2 separate regions of the Sus scrofa genome follow, and region 1 is linked to region 2. The links are chromatin contacts, called in public Hi-C maps. All regions are on one chromosome and are shown on one strand. The core of a region is the stretch at or near the end of the contact, and the rest is flanking DNA. Distances in the headings are between cores, read along the strand shown.

Evidence for each region. Hi-C and Micro-C count contacts between places; a contact is called where the count stands out from the background.
Region 1: a contact with region 2 is called in a Hi-C map of embryonic fibroblasts, with 2.3 times the contacts expected there. The contact joins the promoter of TMEM238 here to the promoter of KMT5C in region 2. A contact is called at or near these places in 12 of 47 Hi-C or Micro-C datasets (brain, embryonic fibroblasts, fetal heart ventricle and 6 more) and 2 of 2 datasets of contacts at active chromatin or transcription factors (alveolar macrophages and skeletal muscle).

The regions. Positions count from the first base shown.
Region 1 is chr6:59,550,975-59,557,262 of Sscrofa11.1, forward strand. TMEM238 (transmembrane protein 238) reads right to left here and starts at 5,039. Exons shown (of 2, transcript XM_021095016.1): 1 at 3,342-5,039; 2 at 595-718. The coding sequence starts at 3,885. The coding sequence ends at 3,349. It overlaps RPL28 (60S ribosomal protein L28), which reads left to right and starts at 5,612. Exons shown (of 5, transcript XM_021095010.1): 1 at 5,612-5,746; 2 at 6,088-6,176; 3 at 6,272-6,288. The coding sequence starts at 5,671. It also overlaps a transcript of TMEM190 not described here.
Region 2 is chr6:59,513,054-59,519,152 of Sscrofa11.1, forward strand. It overlaps KMT5C (histone-lysine N-methyltransferase KMT5C), which reads left to right and starts at 4,005. Exons shown (of 9, transcript XM_021095006.1): 1 at 4,005-4,122; 2 at 5,910-6,099. The coding sequence starts at 5,910.

The sequences.
Region 1 (6,288 bases), core at 3,789-6,288, 39 kb after region 2:
ACCTTAGGCAGATGGGGGACCCTGAGCTGATGGGGGTTGCTGAATTGAGTGTAGGTGCTGGGCTGCGGTTATGGGGGCCTGGGCTGAGCGGGTTGGGGTGAGTTGGGGGTGGCCTAGAATGAGAAGGCAGCCGTGCCACTCAACTCTGCTGCCACTGCCTGACAGCCTCTGCTGCCAGCCCTCGGGACCCCGCCGCCCTCTGCCCTCACTTGCCATGCCTCCCACCAAAGCCCTCGCACTCCCCGGTGGGGCGGAAACTTTCTTGGACGTTCATGACAGTTCAAGACACCTCCTGCTCAGCCCCCTTTCCTCCCCCTCTGCTTTCTCAGGGGACAGACCCACACCAAATACCTCCATAGGTATTTTCCCGAATAAATGCCTTGCGTGTCCAACTTGCCCCTCCGTTTGCCTCCTGAGGGACTTCGAACTAACAGAGGAGCCTGGGCTGATGGAGGTCTGGACCCAGGGCCTGGGTCTCAGCTTGAGATCCTTGTCCCCCACTCCTGTCCCCCCGGGTAAGGGGAGAGCTTGAAGCCAGGCTCCTAGGTCCACCCCTGCCCCAGCGCCGGCCCTCCCCAGACAGACATGCAGTGCTGTGAGGCAGAGCCATTTATCCAGGGGAGGGTAGATGGAGGGCAGGTAGGCATCCTGGCCGCCGGCTGATGCTGGGGGCAGCTGCACATCTCAGTCGGGTCCTGACAGGCGGGGCCGTGTGTTCCTGTGTGGGAGGGAGGGTGGGCTTAGTAGCTGCTCCGGACCCTTGCTTGTGTCCCTACATCCCTGGTCCACCGGCCAGGGGAGGAGCCCTTTCCTCCTGCTTCAGCCCCCACAGTGGACTCACACGCTCACTCACTTCTCCCTCATTCCTCCCTGCCCTGATGTGCTGCAGCCAGTGTGTCTTTAACTCACTGGAACCTGGTGGTACGAGGTGGGGTGTGAGAGGCAGGGAGAGAGAGACAGGGACATGTCGCAGGAAGGACAGAGGCACAAAGATGAAAAGAGACACGGGAGACAGAGAGGGACAGCCACAGGGACAAAGAGATAGGCAGAGACAGAGAACACAAAGGGAGACGGGGTTGGCTACACACATTTTCTCAACCAATTGTGCTCCCAGAGGGAGAGGGGAGTGATCAAAGCCAGGACCTACAGGTAGCTATTTTTGTTTTTGTTTTTGTTTTGTCACACTCAGCATGCAGAAGTTCCAGGGCCAGAGACCAAACCCGTGCATAAGCCACCACAGTGACAATGCCAGATCCTTAACCCAGTGAACCACCAGGGAACTCTAGGTCCCTCTATCAAAATTCCAATTCTTGGTCCCTCAAGTGTTGGAAGCACCTCACCCTGCCCATTATAGAGTCATGTGTTTGGACAAGCCCATTTTCCTTCTAAGAGGGGCATCCAGGCTGGTGAGCTTGGCCAGTTTCTGGCAGGTGGTTCTAGCAGCAGAGGTCCGCCCAACTGTATTAGACTTTGGGGCAAGGGGTAATTTTAACCACAGCTGGTGATTTCTGCATTGTATGCCAAATTTTGTGTGACCTCATGCTTCACCTAAGCATAATCTGTCCATCTTAAGCTGTTTCCTCATCTGAACCACAGAACATAGCATCAGATTGGAGTAACTATTTTTTAAAGTCTCACAAAGAAGGATGTATAACTAGTATCATTCTGGATGCATATGAGGACACACAGGAGGAAAGATAATTCATCACCTACAGAGAATGTCTTAGGACGTTAAGATTTTTTTTTCTTTCTTTCAGGGCTGTACCACTGCGTATGAAGTTCCCAGTGAGGCGTCGGATCAGAGCTGCAGCTGCTGGTCTAGGCCACAGCCACAGCCACACCAGATCCAAGCTGTGTCTGAGACCTACACTGCAGCTCACCGCAAGGCCAGATCCTTAACCCACTGAGCAAGGCCAGAGATCGAACCTGTGTCCTCATGAATACCAGGCAGGTTCGTTGCTGCAGAGCCACAGCAGGAACTCTGACATTAGGATTTAATGCTTTTATGGAATCCCCATTTGAGAAACTGATTCAGTCACTCATCTGTCCATCGTTCCACTTACCCATCCACCCACTAACCAAAGCATCTATCTATCCTCTTATCTAACTACCTACCCACCTGCCCAAACATCCATCCCACCACCCATTCACCCATCTACCATTCATCACATCCATCCATCAGCCAATTCTAGCCATCACTCATCTATTCAGCAGTCCAACCACATCCACCTATTTCCCCCTCAACCAGTTCGTCCTTTATCCCTCTATCCATTCATTCAGTCCAATCACCTAGTGTCCAGAACTCCATCTACCCATCCATTAACCAATCCATCCATTCATCCATCTCTCCATCCACCAACCCAACTATCCATCCATCCACCCACCCACCGACCCCATGATCAAACTCTGATTTCCTGGGTTCACTCTTGGCTGGAGAGTGCTGAGAACAAAGGCCAGAGGCCCAGGCCTTCCCTTCAAGGGCCTTGCTCTTGGGAGGGAGAGACAGTATCAGCAAACACAGATATAACACACGGTGATACAAATAAAAAGGGTAACTCAGACAACGTGAAGACCACAGAAAGGCACTGGAGTTGAGTTAATCTTAAAAGACACATGGCAGGTTTTCTGTGTGGAGTATAGACATCAAGGGCACTGGTGGTACAGGTGAAGGCACGGACAGAGGCCAGGTGGTGTGGACGGAGGGATGTCATAAGTGCAGAGAAGGCAGGAGATGTGGGGCTGAAATGGGGGGGTGGCACCCAGCGAGGGAGTGGCTAGGATTTAACCAGAGGGCAACGGGGAGCCACAGCAGGTCTTTGGCAGAGGGGTGCACACCGGGGAGTGCTCCCTTGGGCAGGAGGGGGCTCCTTAGGGGCTTCAGTGCCCTCCCCGGCAGGGGGATAATAATAGCAGTGACCTCAGAGATTCTGTTACAATGCCAGCATAAAATGGGAAATGGGACCTGGTGTGCCTGGGAACTGGAGCACGGGGACAGAGCTCCGAGGCGCTGGAGGAGTAATGGCGACTCTCCTGTCCTCCGCCCATCTGAATCTCCGACTCTGCCCCTGTCTCTGGGACTTCATCCTCTGGATCTCTGCTGCTCTGTGCTTCCCTCCTTCCCCACTCTGGACCTCTGCCGCCTTTCTGTCCCCACTGTCACCGCCTCCATCGCTCCCTCTCTCCATTTCCATCTCGCCCTCCCAGGATAGCTCTCCATCTCGCCCACTGTTCTACAGTCTCTCCTGCTGCCCTCTCTCTCTCTCTCTCTCTCTCTCTCTCCCCGGCGTCCCTCCCTTTCCCGCCTCTGCCTTGCACCCCGTCCCGCCCGTCCCGCCCCTCACCTCGGGCTCACTCGGTGCCCGCACCCGCTGCCCCAGGCCCGGCCTCGAGCGTGGCGAGCTGCAGGCGCACGCGGCGGGAGCCGGCGGCCGGCGGCGGGGGCGTGCGGGCGGCGCGGCGCGCTCCCCGGGAGCCGGGCGCGGCGCGCCGGCCCGCCGCGGAGGAAGCTGGCGCCGACCAGCGGCGGGAGAGCTTTCGCGCGAGGCGGGCGAGCGCCGAGGGCCGCAGGCCGTAGTCGCGCTCGAGCTCCTGGCGCGAGATCTCGATGTTGCCGGTGTACCAGAGGATCCAGCCGAGCAGGCTCAGGAAGACGAGCAGCGCGCCCGAGTAGATGAGCAGGTCGCCGAAGTCCCGGCCGCGCACCTGCAGCTGCGCGAACACGCCGGTCAGCAGCGCCGCCATGCCCGCCACGTCCAGCGCCACGGCGAGGAGCAGCGCCATCCGGCAGCGGCCCAGGCCGGACGAGGGCACCGGCGCGCCCGCCGGCGGGAACGGTGCGCCCGGCGGGGCCCCCTGCGAGGCGCCTACCGCCGGCGCCGCCGCCATGGCCGTGCTCCGCCGCCGCCGCCGCCGCTGGCTCCGACCGAGAGCTTTCCGCGTTCCGGGCGCGGCCCGGCCCGGGGCGGGGTCAGGGGACCGCGCCAGGTGTGCCCGGCTCCCGCCTGGTCACCTGAGCAGTACAGACTGGCCTGGCCCGGAGGCGATCTAGCTGTGTTTTCTGGGCAGGACCTGGCCTTCAGAAGCCTATGCTGGGAACAGCGGGACGCAAAGATGCGTGCGGCCTCTGTATCCCAAGGAACTCGGAGCAGCGCATGGTCAAAATTCAGGGTGTTCTAGTGGAGGCAACGTAGGGCGCTCTGGGAGCCCGAGCATAGTTTCTGTTCAGTGCCTACCTCCAGGCGCCTCCGCCCCCGGTGCACCAGTGGGAACAGATGGGGTGAAAAAGAAGGATCAGACAAGGCCCTGAACCTCAAGGAACTCTGGGAGGCAGGGAGTCAACAGAGTGCCTTAAGGAAGGAAACGGCTCCGTGGAGCTGAGGCTGCTCTCAGTCACTGCCGGCCTCCTGTGTGGCCCAGAGCGAATGATTAATGATCGCAAAGGCGGATCAGACACTCACAGGAACTCTGCCGCCACCATCGGATCAGAGCTCCGTGATGAAGGCAGGAGGGTAACCCCCAACATTCCCGTTGGCTCAGGTTTCTCCTGGGGTCTTTAGACTCTCAGGATGTATTACTCGCGAAGTCCAGGTGCACAGAGAGATGGACCAGACAAGGTCCCTGCCCTCCCCTCGAGGAGTTGCTGGACATGATCACATCAAAGCGCGCTAATGGGGTGCCAAGGGACTGTCATTCCTTTTGTTCCCTTGGAGTCTCTGTGCTGGTCAGGCCGAAGACACAGAGATATATCAGGCAAGGTTCCTGCTCCTTAAAGATGACCCTGACGACAGAAAACAAACGTCTATAAAGTGTAACAGGTGACATGGGGCAGGCTGGAGGAGGATGGGGGAGGCCGCGGGGCACAGGGAAGAGGCAGGGCAAACAAGTATGGAAACCCTCAAGGAACCAAGAGCTTTCCCAGACAAATCTTTTCCTCCAAACGCAACTCGCCCTTAAGAGGAAATCCACGGTTCCCTGCGGAGACAGTCTGCGAGAAGGTTCCGTCAGGCTTCTCTCTAGACTCAAATAGCTCTGGATTTAATTTTAAGACGGCCCTGGGGAGGGGGAAATAACAGGGGGTTCCTGGAGTTAGCCGAGGGGTTCCGAACGTAGCCGATTGGAGATCGACTGTTTCCGAGCAGATCCGAAGGGGCACGGGCCAATAAGTGGGAAGGCGGCCGCCCCTCCGAAGAGCGTTTCCGGAGAGTTTCGAAAATGTCCGAAACTACTTAACTACCTTCTTCGGGAATAGCCGAGGGCCTACGAAGAAGACTGGAAGCACCCGAAGACTATGGAGCAGAGCTAGGTTTTAATAGTTCAGGCACTCTCACGTTCCTTCATAAAACAAATATTTATTGAGTTGAGCATCCATTCTGTGGCCAGCAATGGGTGGCAATATTGGAAGAGGCCGCTGAGGAAGGGGCCGTGGGGCTTCTAGAGGTGGACACAATCGGAAACCCAGCCGTGGGCTTCCGACAACACAAGAAGGGCTATCCAAACTGTCCCCTTCCGCGTCGAGAACACGCCCTCGGGTCCCTAGCCGAAGAGTTCCGAAAATCCCCGAAGGGTTTTGCGACGGGCTGGCGGAAATAGCCGAGCGTTGCCGAGCTGGTTCGGAGACGGGAGGGGAGAGGCGGGGGACAGTCGACGCGCGTGCCCAGAGAGGAAGCGGAAATGCGTGTGGGTATTAAAAGCGTCGCTCCGCCCCCGGCGTGTCTCTTTCCGTCTCCGGCCGCCGCACGGAGAGGAGGTGAGGTGCGGCCTCTTGTCCGCCCGCGTGGCCGTCTCGCGCCCGCCGCCGTGGGTCTGTGCCCTTGCCTGGCCTCTCTCGCTGCGCCGCTCGCCTCCCTGGCTGCCCCCGAGCCCCGCCGCCCTAGGTCGCTGTGCATTTTCATTTTCTTGTCGCTCGTAGTCTCGGCCGCCTAAGTTCAGCTCCTCTACCTTAGGCCGCCCAGCCCCGCCTGGCAGATTTCTAAGCGCTCTCGGCCCACACGGTTCCCCCATTCCCCAGGTCCCCACACGCGGCCTTCCCCTGTTGTTCACCGTCGGCCTGCTGCTCCCTTGACATTTCCCGGGCCCCTTCCTCCGCAGCTGCCGTTATGTCCGCGCACCTGCAATGGATGGTGGTGCGGAACTGCTCCAGCTTCCTCATCAAGAGGAACAAGCAGACGTACAGCACCGTAAGTGGGGCCCCGACGCCTGGGTCTGAGGGAGGGACCTTTACGACCGCTGGGCCCTGGCCCCTTTCGCGACCGCCATGTGTCCCGCTTCCCAGGAACCCAATAACCTGAA
Region 2 (6,099 bases), core at 2,755-5,254:
GACTTGGGTTCGATCCCTGGCCCCTCTCAGTGGGTTAAGGATCCTGTGCTGCTGTGGCTGTGGTGTAGGCCCGCAGCTGCAACTCTGATTTGACTCCCTAGCGTGGGAATTTCCATAGGCTGTGGATGTGGCCTTTAAAAAAAAAAAAAATTGTGAAAAAAAAATTGTGTTGTATTAGGGAGTTCCCTTGGGGCACAGCAGGCTGAGGATCCAGTGTTGTCACTGCAGTGACTCAGGTTGCTGCTGTGGTGCACTTTTGATCCCTGGCCCAGGAGCTTCTGCATGCTGCGGTTACAGCCAAAGAAAAAAAAATGCGTATACTTAAGGTGACAACACGCTGATAGACATACGCATGCGCCGTGAATGATCACCACCAAGCTAATTAGCATATCCATCGTCTCACACAGTGACCCTCTTTGTGTGTGTGGTGGGAACCCTTGTCATCTACCCTCTTGGCAAATTTCAAATGTACGATGTATTATTATTAACTGCAATCACCATGCTGTACATTAGACTCCCAGAACTTCATTTAGTTTATTGATTTATTTCTTTTTTTATGGCTGTACACACGGCATATAGAAGTTCCCAGGGCAGGGGTCGAATCAGCAATGGAGCTGCCAGCCACAGCCACGCTGGATACAGGCCGAATGGGCGATCTGCGCCACAGCCTGTGGCAATGCCGGGTGCTTAACCCACTGAGCAAGGCCGGGGATTGAACTTGCATCCTCATGCATCCTAGACTGGCTCTTAACTCGCTGAGCCTCGAGTAATGAGTTAGGAATTCCCAGCCCCTTCCCCGCCCATCCCCAGCTCTGGTCCCCACCATTCCACTCTTTGTTTCTAGGATTTTGCCTGTGTTTTGGATTCCACATTTAAGTGAGGTCATGCGGTATTTATATTTCTGTGTCTGTCTCATCTCACTTAGCAGGATGTCTTCCCGGTTCATCCATGTTGTTGCAAATGACCGGCTTTCCTCTTCCTTCATAGATGAGGACTATCGCATGGCATGCATATGCCACATTGTCCCTCTCCATCCATTCACCTGTCCATGGACATTTAGGTTGTGTCCATGTCTTGTTTTTTGTGAATCATGCTGCAAAAAACTTGGAAGTGCAGATACCTCTTTGTGGTAGTGACTTAATTTGCTTTCGGTATAGATCCAGGAGTGGGACTGCTGGAACATATGATAATACTATTTCTAAGTTTTTGAGGAAAATCCATACCGGTTTTCATACCAGGTACACCAGTTCACATTCCCACCAACAGTGCATACAGTTCCCTTTTCTCCACGTCCTTCCCCCATCATTTATATAGATATACCTATTTCCCTTTTTTTTTTTTTTTTTCTGCACATGCCTGTGGCATGCAGAAGTTACTGGGCTAGGGATCAAACCTGTGCCACAGCAGTGATCAGAGCTACAGCAGTGACAACGCTGCATCCTTAACCCACCGAGCAAGGCCAGGGATGGAACCTGGGTCTTCATGGATGCTAGTCAGATTCCTTTCAGCTGAGCCACTGCAGGAACTCCTTCCAAGTTTCCTCTTATGAAGCCATTTATTGGTCAAGAACCTGCAGGATTCTATGTGGGCTGTGAAGCCCCAGGGTTGAGAGTACGGCTTCTGTAGTCTGATGGCCAGTAACACCCCCTCTGTAAGCCTCACTCTGCGCTTCTGTAAAACGAGGATAAAAAGAGCCTCTTTCTCACAGTTCTATGTGCAAAGTAACTGGTATCCTAAGAGCTCAGTTAACTGTTAGGTACTGCAGTTTTTCCATCTTGTAATTCAACGAATCTACAGTTGACCATTTCAGTTTTTCCTATTTTTCTGCTTTTCAACAAGGCGGAAACTTTTTTTTGATTTAAAAATGACTAATTTTTAAATTTTTTAAATTTATTTTTCTTTATTTGGCTGGGCCGAGGCGTGTGGAAGTTCCGGTGTCAGAGATCGAACTGGTTCCACAGCAGGGACCCAAGCCGTGGCAGTGACAACGCAGGATCCCCAACCCGCTGTGTGGCACGAGGGAAATCCACGAACATCTTTAAATATAAATATTTTAACACTTGTCCAGTTATTTCTCTAGAATAAACCCCTGGAAGTGGCATTGATGAGTCAAAATTTTATTTGCATTTCGAAATATTTTTGAAACGTCGAAAAAGAACAGTGAATATACAGAACTCACGGCTTCCACCTCAGGCTTAACAAAACAAATTACACATAGATCCGAGGAGCTTCCCTGATTGCATGCCTTCCCCTCCGCCCCTAGGGGTCGCTACTAGGGCTATCCGCAGCCCTTGCTCCTGCCCCGGTCGCTTAGCTGTACCCATGCACTTTTGCGCGGAATTACACGTGTCACACGCAAACCCTGCTTTATGCGTTTTAAAACTTCCTGCATTCGACTACATAAGACTTCTGCAACTAGCAGCATGCTTTGGGGTCGTCCAGGTTGATATATGGAGTGCTAGTTCAACCACTTTCACGGCTGTATGGTGCTTCCCTGTGAAACTATGCCAGGATCCATTTATTCATGCCCTATGTGATGGACATTTAAGCCGTCTCTAGTTTTTCACCGTTACAAACATCACTCTTGCAAGCATTAGTGTGCTTATATTTTTGTTCACATTTTTTAGTTTCTCTAGGATGTACACCCGCTGATAGATGGGCTGCACTTTCAACGTTCAGATATACTGGTACATAGAACTTTCCCGAAGAGCCGAGCTTTTTATAGGGTCCTTTCAGCTTGCTGGCTCCCCTGCTCTGGGTGAGGCTTCTTCTCTCCTCCGGAGCTGTAGCCATCCTTATGGGAGGGGGTGTCTGGGTTAGGGGTGTCTCAGTTCCAGGAGTCGTCCCAGTTGCAGAAGGAATAGTAAGAACAGAGGGTGGGAGCCTGGACGAACGGATGAAGGACACTTAGGAGAGTGTTAAGTTGGACGCTTCAAAGAGGGACCAGTGTGGTTCTTGTTTTATAGATGTGAGCCTGAGGCCCAGAGAGGGCAAACCATTTCTCCAACGTCACACAGCGAAGGGACGCAGAAACCAGCGTCATACATTGATTGACTCCAGGACAAATACACGAAGTACCTACTCTGCGCCCCACATTGTTCCAAACGCACAGGATATATGGCAGTCAGCAAAACAAAGACCTTCTGATCCAACTGTGGAACTTATTATTCCGGGCTTAATTATGATGCATTGCTAATTATGTTTGCCTCTAGGGTTGCTGCAGGGGGGTGATTCCAATTAGGGGAGGGGGGTGCCCCATGGGAGCGCCCCACGAGCCAGGGCTTCCTCCAAAACCCCCACCTCTCCATCGCCCTCTTTCTGACCTGTTCACTCACAGAGTGTTAATGTGGATACTCAAAATTAAACAGGGTATTTGGGGTCCAAAAGGGAGGAAGAGAGATTGAAGAGTCCTTTGTATCCGGCAGGGCTGTCAATAAAGTTTTGTCGCCTTGGCAACCAGGGTCCTCTCCCGGCGTGGCGACGGAGGTGCGCGCGCATTCACCCCCCTCCCGCCTGCCCCTGCTTTCTCCCTCCGGTGGCGAAAGGCTTCACCAGAGAAAGAGAATAGGCAGGTCGCGACTCTAAGGTGACGGGCGGAGACCTGAACCAATGGAAGGACGAGTCGTTCCAAGGCCGGCCAATCACACGCGGGCTCTGAAGCCGGCGGAACCCGCCCTCTTTCCCCTAGGACCCGAATAACCCGACCCAAACCGGAGTTTTGCCGGGAGGGACGGCGCTTTTGCCCAATGAGGGCGTCGATTTCGGGTTGTGGGCGGGGATACGTCTCCATGGTAGCAGATGAAGGACAGCAGTGGCGTCCACTGGACGCAGTTGGCGGCGCTTGACGGCAAGGCGGGCGTGGCGGGGTTTTGTAGGGGCACTGCCGGGGGCGGGCGGGGAGGGCCAGAGCGGATCTTGGCCAATAGGAGTGGCGCGAGCTTCGTAGCAACTGAAGAGTGGCGGCCACCTTGGCCAATGGGAGGACACGGTGGCCGTGGCGGGGCAGGCCCGGCGGGGCCGACTGGAGGCGCGGCGACCGTGTCTGACGAGAGCTGGAAGAGGCAGTGGGAGGTGGTGGCATCGGCGGCGCGGGCGCCAGAGGAGGAGGAGGAGGAGAAGCGGGTGAGGGGCGGCGCGGGGCCCGACCTCTGAGCCCCTTCTCGGCCCCCGCCCCGCGCTGCCTTGGCTTCGGGTCGTCCCTAGCCCCGACTGTCCCCGCCCCACCCGGCCCTTCCTCGTGTCCAGGCGCCCACGTCTCCCCGCCCTTCGGCGAGCCTCAGGGTGCTCGCTGCGCCTAGCCCCTTCCCCGTGCTTCTTCACCCGGGGCCCTCTCCGCAGCCCCGGGCCTTCCCCCGGCCCCGCTCTCGCGCTCCAGGCCCTTCCCTGGACCCTCAGCTCGCCCTCTGCGCTGACTCTTCCTCCCCTTCCTGGACTTGAGGCTTTTCCCCTGCACTCTCACCGCCTAGCCAAGTCCTTCCCTGGAGCCCCCAGTCTTCCCCAGGAGCCTGTCTGCTTCCCCAGTTGCCCTCTGGTCCTCAGGCCCTTCCCCTGCACTCTCACCGCCTACCCAGGCCGCTGGAGCCCCCCCACCGCCGTCTTGCGCAGGCCCCTGTCTGCTTCCCCCAGTTTCCCTCTGGACCTCAGGCCCTTCCCCTGCACTCTCACCGCCTACCCAGGCCCTTCCTTGGAGCCCAGGCTCTTTCCTCAAGGCCGTTCTACGCTCCTCCCCGGCTCCCTAGGACTTCCCCATCCCTGTTTGCTTTTCCAAGCCCTGTACTGGACCCCCTAGCCGCCCCCCTCGACCTGCTCAGGACTCTTCCCCGGAGCTGCAGGTTCTTCTCTGCTTTCGTTGGCCCCCTTGTCACCCTGCTGGCTTTTCTGGGGTCCTCCCTGGATCCCCAAGCTATCCCGCAGGCCTCTGTCCCTCCTGCAGGCACGCTGGCCCGTCACTCTGCCCCAGCTCCCACCCCACAGTGTCCATTTTTCTCTTTCCCCACATGCCCCTCTGTAGCCTCCTTTCTGTCCCAGCGCCCACCCGCGGCACCCCCTCTTTATCCCCAGCCTTCGTGTCTTCTCGACCCCCTTTCCCAGCCGCTCTAGCTCCCAGTCTGTCTTCCACCCCCCATTCCGAGGCACCATGGTGTGGGCCCCCCCCCCCGCAGGCCCTCTGCAGTGGGGTTAGGAGGCTTGTTTTGTTGCCTTTGGCTAATCCCTGTCTTTCTCCTCCTTTTTTATGGGCCTCTTCTGCTTCTCCATACTGTTCCTTCTCTCTCCCCCTCCCCCGCTTTGTCCTCTGCGCCCCTCCCTCCCCCGGAATCCTTGGAGAGGGAGCAGGTGCTGGGATCCCTCCTTTGCTCTCCCTCGCCTCACCCCCCCCCCCAGGCTGCCTGGGGTTTCACCCAGAGCCTTCTGAGGACTCCCAAGGGCTACTGGGGAGGGGGGTGGAGGCCAAGGCCAGCAGAGAGTGGGGGTGGGTGCAAGAACAAGCAGTTCTGGCAGGGCAGGAAGCCTTGGCGTTTTCCTTGGTGAGGGCTGGAGATGGAGCTGGGTCCCCCCTGACTCCCACCTCCTGCAGGACTAAGCCTTTAGGGTTATCCCAATCTGCCAATTAATCAGCCTTCCCGGGCCAGTAGGGACATGCGTGCGCACACGCGTGTGTGTGTGTGTGTGTGTGTGCGCGTGCGCGCACGCCTATGGAGGTCTCAGGGAATCTGCGTGTGCCCATGGAGGGGGGGGTCCATAGGGGGTTGGGGGGTTTGTGTCTGTGCTCCCGAGCCTGAGAAGGTGCAGATACTAACGATGGTGGCTGGCGTTTCTTGGGGGCCTCCCTGCTGTCAAAAGCACTTGTTGCGTTTCACCATCGCTGTCGCCCCTGTGAAGTCAGTATGGCTTTTCTCCCTTCTTTATAGATGAGGAGACCGAAGGGTTTGCCAGCGTCGCGCAGAGTGTACAAGTGGCACAGAGCAGGCACGCGCCCAGGGCGCCGTCCCTGCCCCTGCGCTGCCCTCTCCACTCCCCGCCGGAGACAGCATGGTGCGTGGGGCACCATGGGGCCCGACCGCGTGACCGCCAGGGAACTGTGTGAGAACGACGACCTTG